2 separate regions of the Mus musculus genome follow, and region 2 is linked to region 1. A link is a contact called in public promoter capture Hi-C data. All regions are on one chromosome and are shown on one strand. The core of a region is the stretch at or near the end of the contact, and the rest is flanking DNA. Distances in the headings are between cores, read along the strand shown.

Evidence for each region. Promoter capture Hi-C pulls out the DNA fragments that hold promoters and counts their contacts.
Region 2: a promoter capture Hi-C map of liver shows a contact between it and region 1, with 5 times the contacts expected there. The contact joins the promoter of Fut2 here to the promoter of Ntf5 in region 1. A contact is called at or near these places in 9 of 39 promoter capture datasets (the 3T3-L1 cell line, the HPC-7 cell line, hematopoietic stem and progenitor cells and 5 more), 2 of 115 datasets of contacts at active chromatin or transcription factors (embryonic stem cells and pancreatic cancer cells) and 4 of 9 other capture datasets (adipose tissue, liver, macrophages and 1 more).

Annotation. Positions count from the first base shown.
Region 1 is chr7:45,411,435-45,416,966 of GRCm38.p6, reverse strand. It overlaps Ntf5 (neurotrophin 5), which reads right to left and starts at 3,272. Exons shown (of 3, transcript NM_198190.1): 1 at 3,179-3,272; 2 at 2,113-2,236; 3 at 1-1,532. The coding sequence starts at 1,521. The coding sequence ends at 892.
Region 2 is chr7:45,663,789-45,669,192 of GRCm38.p6, reverse strand. Fut2 (fucosyltransferase 2) reads left to right here and starts at 2,799. Exons shown (of 3, transcript NM_001271993.1): 1 at 2,799-2,995. It overlaps Gm39008 (a long non-coding RNA gene), which reads right to left. Exons shown (of 5, transcript XR_882068.2): 3 at 2,777-4,290.

The DNA of each region.
Region 1 (5,532 bases), core at 2,023-4,522:
ATGGGAGGTATCCATGCTTGCTTGCACTCCCTGGGTGGTCGGGTTCACTGCTCAAAGCAGGATGCTGTATTCCTAGGCAACGCTTGTGCACTTTGGCCAGGTGGGACTTGTCTGGTGAACCTAGCTTTCCCTGATCCCATCCTTAAGGTTCCAGGGCCAGCTGCTTCCATTGTTTTCCCATCTGACCCATTTGCCCTCGCCCCAGACAGAGCAGTTTAAGTATGTAGCCCAGGCTGCCCTGGACCTCCAGGCAATCTTCTGTCTGCAGCCTTTTAAGCATTAGGATTACAGTACATACCACAACACCCAGTCCCAGGCCTTTTATTTTATTAAGATAGATTCTCATACAGACAAGGCTGGCTTCAACCTCCCTATGTAGCTAAGGATGGCCATGATCTACCTGCCTGTACCTACAGATGAGTACCACCGTGCATGGTTTATGATGTTCAGGATGGAGCCCAGGACTGTGTGCGTGCCAGGCAACCAGAAACAGCCTACTGATGGAGGCCTAGCTCCAGCGCATGCATCATGCATCCCCTTTTCATGCGTTCTTTCCTCGTCCGTTTTGATGAGCCAGGGTCCTCTGATGTTAAAATGGTTGCCAAAGTCATATATCAGGTCTGATAAACAGGAGATAGTAAACATTGGCTATTGTTATTAATGTCAAGTTCCTCCGGGAGAACTCCTATTCATCACTTGAAACCTCATTTGGTTTCACCATACATTCCACACAGACTGAGATTTGAGAGAGATTTGATTCTTTGGTTATTCCAGTTCCCAGTCATAAGGCACGGTAGAGCAGCCAGGCCACCCCTGTGGTCCTTTCAGCATCCAGCTTTGGTTTTTTGTTTTTTGTTTTCCCTCAACTTGGGCAGTTCCCAAGCCTGGACCTCAGGCTCGGCCTGTTCGGCTGAGGAGCGTGCAGACGCAAGCTGTGTCGATCCGAATCCAGCGCCAGCCTACGCGGCCCTGGGAGTCTGCAGTCAACGCCCGCACATAGGACTGCTTAGCCTTGCATTCTGAGAGCCAGTGCCTCCGATCCACGCCGCGACAACCCCCTCCGCCCACACCTGGGCCACCTTCCCCAGCGCTTTCGGCCTTGCAGCGCGTCTCGAAGAAGTACTGACGCAGGGGACTGCCACCTGCCGCAGGCACCTCGCCCAGCACCTCCACCTCGCGCCCACGCAAGTCCACAGCTGTCCGCCGGTCGGTCACCCAGCCACTCACTGCGTCGCATACTGCCAGCTCACCCCGGCGGCTTGCGGGTGCGGTCTCACTCACCCCGCGCCGGCTGCGGTTGGCTGGGGCCCCTGCCGGCTCTCCATAGGCCCCGGCCTCCAGCAGGAAGAGGAGAGGGGGCCCGGCAGGGGCGCCCCTTGACAGGGCCACTCGGGGAGACAAGAGGTCCCACTCAGGGGCCAGAAATGGGGGCAGGGTGGAGGATGGGGGGTGGGGCTCCATGGGGACGCTGGGGAGGAGGAAGAGGAAAAGGAGGAGAGAACAGGAGTGGCGAGGGAGCATGGCTTGCACACCTGAAGAGAAAGAGGGCTGTGGTTAGAGAAGAAAGACACCTGAGTAACGGAAGTCAGGGACCCCTCCTCCTGCCCCACCCGAGGGCAGATGTTGCGTGGCAGACTATGGGAGGACCTTAGGAATACCTTATGCTCTAGAACCTGGGGATTGTTTAACTTTTAGGTTAATAATAAGTATCCAGTTAGTCTAAACAAAAAGGCAAAACTGGGTGTGGTGATGCACACCTGTAACCTCGGCAACCAGGAGGCAGAGGCAGGAAGATGGCCACAAGTTGGAGGCCTGTCCGGTTTGCACGAGTTCCACGCCAGCCAGGGCTGGACGGTCAAACCCAAGGAGAAATGCTTTCTACCGGGTCACACAGCCAAGAAGTGGCATGGGTAAGATCTGAAATCCGTGCAGTGCCACTTGGCCCTCGTGTTCCTATAACCTGGAGGAGCCCCTCGGATCCTGTCGTTCTCGTTTTTCCCTGAGTGTGAGACTGACTTGGCTGCTGGGAGATGCTGGGAGGGATATGGAGAGACTAGAACATTCTAGAAGCCGGGCCAGGACTGGAAAGCAGCAGGTGAATGAATACCAGACCTGTCAACAGCAGCACCTCCACCTCCTCACTCTGGGACTGGGGGCCCCCAGGCTGTGTGGGGCCCCTTTGTAGGATACAGGTAGTCTCCTCCCTGACATCTCAGGAGAGGGAGGGGGCAACCACCTGCGGGAGGAAGGAAACCAGTTACATAGGCAGATGGGGGAAGGGCGCGACCTCTCAAAAAAAAAAAAAAAAAAAAAAGCCACCCTTTCCAGAGTCTTTGAAAGCCTAGGGTACCCTGGAGTAGATGCCCCGCCCACCTCCAGAGGGCCCCCCTTCCCTGTGCAGGTGACAGCTTTGGAGGGATGAGAAGCAGATGGGGGGGGGGGAGCAGAGAGGAGGGGCAGGTGAGGCAACTGGAAGAGATTACATCCCCTCCTCCCGTCCTCCAGTCCTCCACTAAACGCGGCGGAGGTGGGGCTGGCCTGGACACCCGGGTCCCCGCCGGCCCACGCTCTGGGTCCCTGAGGCTGCTTCCTGGAATGTTCGCTCCTCGCAGGACAGGCCAGGGCCCGCCCAAGACTCCGACTGCGCATACCTGGAGTGTCTGGCTGGCCAGGCTCCGAGGTGGGGGAATGGGAAGTGTTGAGTGTGATCAGGGGCAGAAGTTTACCACACCATTACAGGGAGTGCGGGTGCCCGCTGCCTCCTCCCTCAGACTTTGTTCAGGTCCACAGCTGCCTCCTTCCTCAGACCCAGGGGCCCAAGGCCCCTGAACCATCCTCCCTCAGGTGACCTGGTTCCCCAGATGCCTCCTCCTGCAAACTAAGTTTCTTGGACTCCAGACGCCTCCTCCCTCAGACCCACAGGTTCTAGGGTTGCGGCCCCTCCTCCAAGGTGTTCATAAATGGAGATTCCCTGCTTCACACATCCAGGAAAATGGGGCTGGGGATCCCTATTCCTGAGTTAGGTGGAGGGGACCCGCTCCACCTCTGGGAGACTTCCGTCCTGCCTCAGTTTCCTCCGCCAAACCCCGCCCCTGTCGGCCCCGCCCCCGTCCCTCCCTACCCGGGGGCCGGGCGACCCGGACCGTGTAGTCTGCCAGAGGAGGCGAGGAGCTCTTACCTGGGGCGCCCTTCTCTGCTCCCCGGCTGCCCCTGGCGCCGCTGCGGCTCCTCCTCCGGCTCGCTGGCAGCTCGGACGCCCGCTGCTCGCCGGCTGCTCGCCGTTTGCGCTTGGGAGGGCCTGGGTCTGGGAGGAGGCGGGGCGGCGCCCGACGGCGGAGGAGGGGCGGCGGATCCCGCCTAGCACGCGCGGGCCGGCACCTTGGAAGCTCGGCCTCGACCACTTCAGCTCCAGAAGTCTAGGCTGTAACCCTCCTCCATCAGACACTGGGGTCCACACTCCGCCCCTCCTCTCTCAGACCCAGGGGTCCAGGCGCCAGCCCTCCTCCTTTAGACTCGGGTCCAGACCCCAGTCCTCCTCCCTTAGACCCAGTATTCAGAACCTCAGCCCTTCCCTTCAGACCGGGGAATTGCTATGGTGTCTAGAGCAGGTTCCCACCCTCCGCTCCTGTCTCCCTTCCTGGGTCTCCCAGCCAGACATTAGCCAGCTGGGCTTGTGCAGTGATAAGGCTCAATGCCTGGAGACAGTGACTGTCCGGGCTCCCCCACATAGTCTTCTATCCTGGAATTTCTTGGCCGGGGACCAGGAAGACTTGGTTGGAGTGGATAAGAACACTTCAAGGTAATTAGAGTGAGGAGACCATGATGGGCTTTCAGAACTGTGACCTGCCCAGCGAAACAGCAAACTGTGACCATAAGACACGGGGACAAAAACCCACCCAGAGGGCTGGAGAGATGGCTCAGCGGTTAAGAGCACTGAACTGACTGCTCTTCCAGAGGTTCTGAGTTCAATTCCCAGCAACCACATGGTGGCTCACAGCCATCTGTAATAGGATCTGATGCCCTCTTCTGGAGTGTCTGCAGACAGCTACAGTGTACTGGTATATATTAAATAAAAAATAAAATAAAATGAAATAAAATAAAATAATTTTTAAAAACCCACCCAGAGAAACAGGGCCCTAGAGGGAGGAAATCACCCCCTCAGAAAGAAAGGCAGGATGCTGGAGAGACCTCAAGCAGGGTGTCTCTGCAGCAGACAGGCTCCTTGGGTGGCAGGGCCCTTGACTCTGCCATGCCCCCACTCTGGGACTCTAGTTCCCCTAACCCTGAGCTATATTTAGGAGGAAAGCTGACACTTGCCTTGGGGGGGGGTCACCCAGCACCCATCCCCCCAACCTAAATATAGCATGGCAAAGTGGCAGGAAGGGTGTCCCCGGATTAGGGTGTTCCCCTCAAGGTGCCATCCCAGCTGGGGTGACTCAGACCCCACTCAGGTTGTTTCCTGGAGGTGGGATGGGACACTTCCTAGTCTGGGTGCCCATTTGGGTCACCCCTCTGACCTTTCATTCTTTCCTGACATGACCCGTTCCTACCAAGGGACTCCAACTCCAGTCTCTGGGCATCAAGGGAGAAGTCTATAAAGAGAGGGAAATTCTGTCTCTTGTCTTTTTTTTTTTTTTTTTTGTTTTTTTTTTTTGTTTTTTTGCGAGACAGGGTTTCTCTGTATAGCCCTGGCTATCCTGGAACTCACTTTGTAGACCAGGCTGGCCTCGAACTCAGAAATTCGCCTGCCTCTGCCTCCCGAGTGCTGGGATTAAAGGCGTGCGCCACCACGCCCGGCCTCTGTCTCTTGTCTTTATCTCTCTTCTTGCTTCTCTTTCTCCGTCTCTGTCTCTCTCTCCCTCCCTCTCTCCCTGTCTCCCTGCTCTCTGAGCTCTGCTTTTCCTTCTGCCTGGCATCTGTCTTCTCTACGGGGCATGCTCCCCCTCTGCCTCCAGCACCCCTTCCCTGTATTCTGTGATAGAGTCCGTCCGTGTCTTTGGTCCCTATGCAAATCCATCTCCATTTCTGTGCCAGTCAGTGAGTATGTTTGGGTGAAGTGCCCACCCTGAGATTCTGCCATGTTTGTCACCGTCACACTCTTGTCACTGTCCCTCCTTCCTCTCTCTTGTATAGCAATATGGGTGGTGGTGAAAGCGGCTCCTGCCACAACCTTCTCCTGGTGGCTTATGGCTTGGGTGTCTCAGAGGAGCCAAATCTTCCTGGCAGCCCCTCTAAGATGCTTCACCCTCAGGTCTTAAGCAAGAGTTCATATGACTAAAGCAGGTGATATCGTTATGAAAAATAACTCAACACTAGGCACCGATGATCAGACTTTAATAAGTTAATGCCAGTCAAACACCTTGTTAGTGATTGTAACCTCTCCTGCTCCCCAAAATGTCTCTCAGGCCCAGAAGACTCCAAAAATGTTTTCCTGGAGCTTAGGGTGATGCTGTTCCCTCCAATATCACCTTCCTCCTCTAGATGAGGCAGTCTTGCCAGATATGGTGACACCACCCCCCAGCTTTAATCCCA
Region 2 (5,404 bases), core at 1,550-4,049, 250 kb before region 1:
TTTTATTATTTTAAATTACACGTACATATGTTTGTGTGTATGTTATGTACACATGAGTGCAGGTGCCTGTGAAGACCAGCAGAGGGCACCAGATCCTCTGTATCCTGAGTTCCAGTTGTGAGCAGCCCAATGTAAAAGCTGGTTACTGAACTGTGGTCATGTTCTTAATCCCCCGAGCCATCTTTTCAGGCCCTCCAGAAATTTTTTAAAATTAATTGTTTAGGTTACCGTCTAAAATAATTTTATACTTATATATTATTGCATTTGTTCCTGGGAGTTTTGTTTTTGTTTTTGTTTTGTTTTTGATTTTTTGCTTTGAGTTTGGTGTTAATTAATTAATTTTGTTTCATTTCTTTTTATTTTTTTGAGATAGGGTTTCTTTGTGTATTCCTAGCTGTAGGAACTTGCTAGGAATTCCTAGAACTTGCCTCAAACCTAGAGCTCCTCCTGGGTCTGCTTCCCCAGTGCTGGGGATAAAGGCGGGAGCCATCACTGCTGGGGATAAAAAGGCGGGTGCCATCACTGCTGGGGATAAAAAGGCGGGTGCCATCACTGCTGGAGATAAAAAGGCGGGTGCCATCACTGCTGGGGATAAAAAGGCGGGTGCCATCACTGCTGGGGATAAAGGCGGGAGCCATCATTGCTGGGCTAGGTTTTTGTTGTTTTAACATTTGTTCAATTGTATGGAGCTAGAGTTGCAGTTAAATCTGAGGCTGCCCTTGCCCACTCCAACACCCAAAATACACACTGGAAAGTGCACACAGGCCCTGTGCATAAGCAGAAAGAACTCTCAACTGCTGAGCCATCTCTCCATCACAGGATCATGGGGTTTTGAGACAGGGCCTCCCTCTGTAGCCCTGGTTTGCCTGGAACTCAGTATGGAAGGCTAGCCTCAAATTTGGTGTGTCTTACTGCACCTGCCACCTGAGTCTGTGCTTACAGGCCTGGGCCATTCATTATACCTTGGTGGACAGAAGTTTAAGAAAGAAAGGAAGGAAGGAAGGAAGGAAGGAAGGAAGGAAGGAAGGAAGGAAGGAAGAAACAAACTAGAATTGGGGGTGGTAACTTGGTGGTGATACAACCAATCAGCACAAATGGTGTACCATTCAATCCCTTGTAGCAAAAATAAAAATTGCAAATAGTAAAAAAATTGCTGGGTGTGGCTGTTGTAAGTTCGGCAGCCTGCCAGCCTGGTTTTGAGTAACTCATTGGCAGCAGCTTATGTCATCGCCATTGCCTGCCAAAGACAGGTGCAGCACATCTCCAGTATTAGAGCGCTGAGAGTTGCATAGCAACAGCGCCCCTCTAAAGGCGCGCGCGTGCGCGCGCGCACGCGCTCTCTCTCTCTCTCTGTTAGTTCTCTATGTCTCTCTCAGTATCTGTCTCTCTCTCTCATGTCCCCACTCCAAATTGGCCTTTTGCTCTCCCAGAGCAGAGGAAAGGTACCCTTTTTGTCACTTTATCCTAATATTGGTGGCACTTCTTTAATGCTAGCACTCAGGAGGCAAATGGATCGCTGGGAGTTTGAGATCAGTCTGGCCTACATACATAATGAGTTCTGGCACAGGCAGGGCTCTAGAGAGACCCTGTCTCAAAACAAACAAGCAAACACACAAAACAAACAATAACAGAACGTGAACAGAAGTGACAAGAACTGTTTTTTGTGTGGCCTTGGCCAAGCCTCAGCTTGCCTGGCTTCAGATGGCTGTGTGACTTCAAGGGAGTTACTTTCCCTCTCTGTACTTGGCTTTCTCCTGTGCACATAGATCTATTAAGCGTGCATAGTATTAGGGATGCACACTATATTCATCTTAGTACTTGAGAGGCAGAAACAGGTAGATCTTTGATTTCAAGGCCATCCAGGGTTACATAAGTTCCAGGCAAACCAGGGCTACATAGTGAGACCCTGTCTCAGAGCTAAAGAGAGTCAGCCATAGGGGGTGAGTGTATGGTTCATGAGGCCTGTACTCAATTTCCTACATACCAAAAGGGAAGGGGAAAAAAGAATCTTTGTATACTGTTGGCTCTCAAGTTCACTCATTTGGTGAAGCTGTGCTGAGCAAGCATGTGGACCAGAGTTCAATACCCAGACCAAGGAAAGCCCAGGGGTGAGGGAATGACTCAGCCCACAGAGGCTACACACATAAATAAAAATAAAATATTTCTTTAAAAAAAAAAAAAAAGAAAGAAAGAAAAGCTTCAGAACCAAAGAACCGAAGAGTTGGAATGTGTGCTGTGTGGGCCTGAGGACCCGAGTTCAATTCCCCGCACATGCACAAAAGAAGGTGAAGAAGAGAGTCAGTAAGATGGCTTCGCAGATGAAAGCACCTACCTCCCAAACCTGAAGTCGTGATGCTGTAATACTAGCTCTCCTGCAGTGAGGGGGGACAGAGAGAGGAGCGCCATGCAACAAAAGCCCTCAAGTCACCCAGCTTGAGATACACAACATGGCAGCCACAGAGGAGACTCCGACCAGGTCGGAATATGAGGACATCCAAAAGTAGAGTAGTCCTCAGGACTCCACACGTGTGCTCTTTTTTCCTTTTTTAAGTTGAAAAGCACCTGCTAACAGGGTAGACAGCCACACACACACACACACACACACACACACACGTGCACGCATGCATAAAAATCCAAAAAAGTGTTGTTGTTGTTGTTGTTGACAGAGGTTGAGGCTCTTGGGAATCTGCAGGAGAAGGCAGGGCTGGACTGTGTCAATTTCTTCAAACTGCCCCTCCTGGCTATCATCCCAGCAGGCACCTGAGAGGAAGCTAACCTTTGACTGCCTCCTCCGGGTCCAGCCTCTCTGGTTCTAGGATGTCAGCAGGTACACCCTGGGTGGAGTTTCTATCCAGGGCTGTGGTTAAACTCAGGAAGTTTCCTTGGTCCTGAACGAAGAGCCAAGCTGGAAGATACACACTGCCGTCCAGTCCGCAGAGCCACGCTGCGGTTCGTCCATTCCTAGGTCATTTCCCTGTTACCACAGCCAGAAGAGGTGAGTACAGGTGAGGAGGTTGGGGGCAGGTCCCCTGAATCCTGACGAGCCCTAGGGATCCAGGAACTGGATGCATTGGTCTCTGACCCCACCCCAGGGCTCTCTGGAAGGAGATGCCATTGCTGAGAAGAGACCCTGGTTCTCCCAGACTCTGGAGTCCCAGCCTCAAGTCCCCAGCTAGTTCCTTCAGGTCCTGAGTCCTCCAGATCCCGGGATCCCAGACCTTAGTTTTTCCAGTCCCTGGGTCTCCCAAGCTCCCGGCTCACCAGCCCTGTGTTCGCCCAGCACCCCCATAGCCCTACTCCCTGCACACCGACTACCATCCTGCCCTGCTGGTTGACCTCTTAACCCCAATCTCCGCTTCACCTCTCAGATCCTCAGCTCTCTCCCTGCTACTGATTCCAGTAACAAGAGTAGATGAAAGGCAGAATTGGGCTGGATGTAACCGGATTTTCCTGTTCCCGTATCCTTGGCTTCCATATCAGCCTAGGGGGCCCTCAGAAACCTGCAGCTGTCATGGGGGGCAGGGGGGGGGGAGGATCCCGATCCTCTGTTGGAGATTTCAATGTGGCAGCTACTCTGATAAACTGCCCTGAGACTCCTAATGCCAGTGTTCCTTGGCACAGGGACAGAACAGGAAGAAAGCGGTGCCAGTCACAGGAATGGCACTGATGGGGTGGAGCCAGCCATGTACCTGGCTCCTGTCTCTGAGCTGATGTGGAGGGGATGCTGGGGGCAGGGCGCTCTGGGTGGAAAAGGCAGTTCTGAGGACACAGGCTAGAAAGAGGTGAGTGCAGCGGCTTATGCTTGTCATACTAGTATTCAAGACGCTGAGGCAGGAGCATTGCTAAGTTAGGTATCAGCCTGGACTACATCGAGAGAGCTTCTCTCTCTGCTTCTAGGGAACTGGAGAAGGATTCTTCCTTCAAAGCTGGGACCTCTTTCCAGCATACCGCACCCCTCCAACAGAAGGTAAACTGAGGCTAGGCACATGGTAATTGATCTTCCTGACCACAGAGATCAAAGAGAGAGTCTAAGCTCCTCCCATTGCCTCCTCAGCCTTGGACTGGAGCCAAACTGCTGCTCTACAGTCCTCCATGGCTTCAGCTTCCAGTCCTCCCACAGTCCTTGGTCTTCCCAAACTCACCCAAGTGCCTACCTAGCCTTTGGATCACAAGTGATGTGAATCTGGCTCCCTTCCTTAGCGGCAGTCTGCTGTCCCCTGAGAAGACGGCAAAGGCGACTGAACATGAGTCTGTAGTCCCCGAGCAGCTCCGGGTGTCAGCATTGTGCTCCTATAAAGTGAATCAAAGGCCAAGGGCATGGCTCTGGCCATAACCCACCCTTTTTTCCGGCTTTTCTAGGTAGGGTTTCCCTGTGTGCGGCTGGCTGCCCTAGAACTCACTCTGTAGACCAGGCTGAAATCCGCCTGCCTCCTGTGTGCTGGGATTAAAGGTGTGCGCCACTTGCCTGAGCCCCACAGTCCCCATCTTTTCCCCAAAGTTGGATATGACCTCACAGCAGGCTCTGACCTTTCTTTGCCCTTTGGTCTCCCTGCCATTGCTTCCCTTCCTGAGGGATGGGAAGCAGCAGAGAGGCAGCCTGAAGTCCTTCGTCCAGAACAGCCTCCTTTCCTTGTTCTCAGAGGCCAGACAAGCCTTCCTGTGTTCCTGTTTGCAGGAGGAGACTCAGAGCCCTCAGATCAAAAGCCCAGAGATTAGCAGGTTGGATTTCAAAGTGTGTTTTTCCAGTGTTTTCCCACCGTAGAATTGGTGCCAGGATGAGCTTGGTGGAGCAGACCTGACATCCCAGATACCTCAGAGGCTGAAAAAGAAGGGCACAGTCCAAGGCCAGGCTAACTGAATGAATTCAGCCTGGGCAACTTAGTGAGACCTCGTCTATAAAGTGGGGGTATGGCAGCTCCAAGGTAGGGTTAAGAAGAAGGACTTTAGTGTAGATATGAGAGAGAATAGCCAGAGAGTCCAGAGAGTCCAGGACAGGGAGGGAAAGTAACATATTATAGAAAGGAAGAGAGGGTGTGGGGGCAGAGAGGAAGCCAGAGTGACAACCAAGGAGACTAAGAAAAAAACCAAAGGGGAATGTGATGAGCATAGAAAAAAAAAAAAAAAATAGTGTCTTCTAGGCCTGTAAAAGTAGCTCAGCTGGGAGCCCCACTACAGCAAGGCTGCACCCGGAAACCAGAACCCGCCCGGTTGCATTTAAAAATGAGGGCATGACTTCAAGGTTTGGTTGAGCCGATTTTAGATACAAGGGTGAAAGATGCAGGGGAGTCTGGAAGGATCCAGACTGGACACAGCCCTGGGGGAGGGGATGAGAACGAGAGAGGACGAGAAATGGGAGAAAAAAATGGCAAAGGGTGAAAGAGAGTCCAGGCGCAGCAGGAAGAGC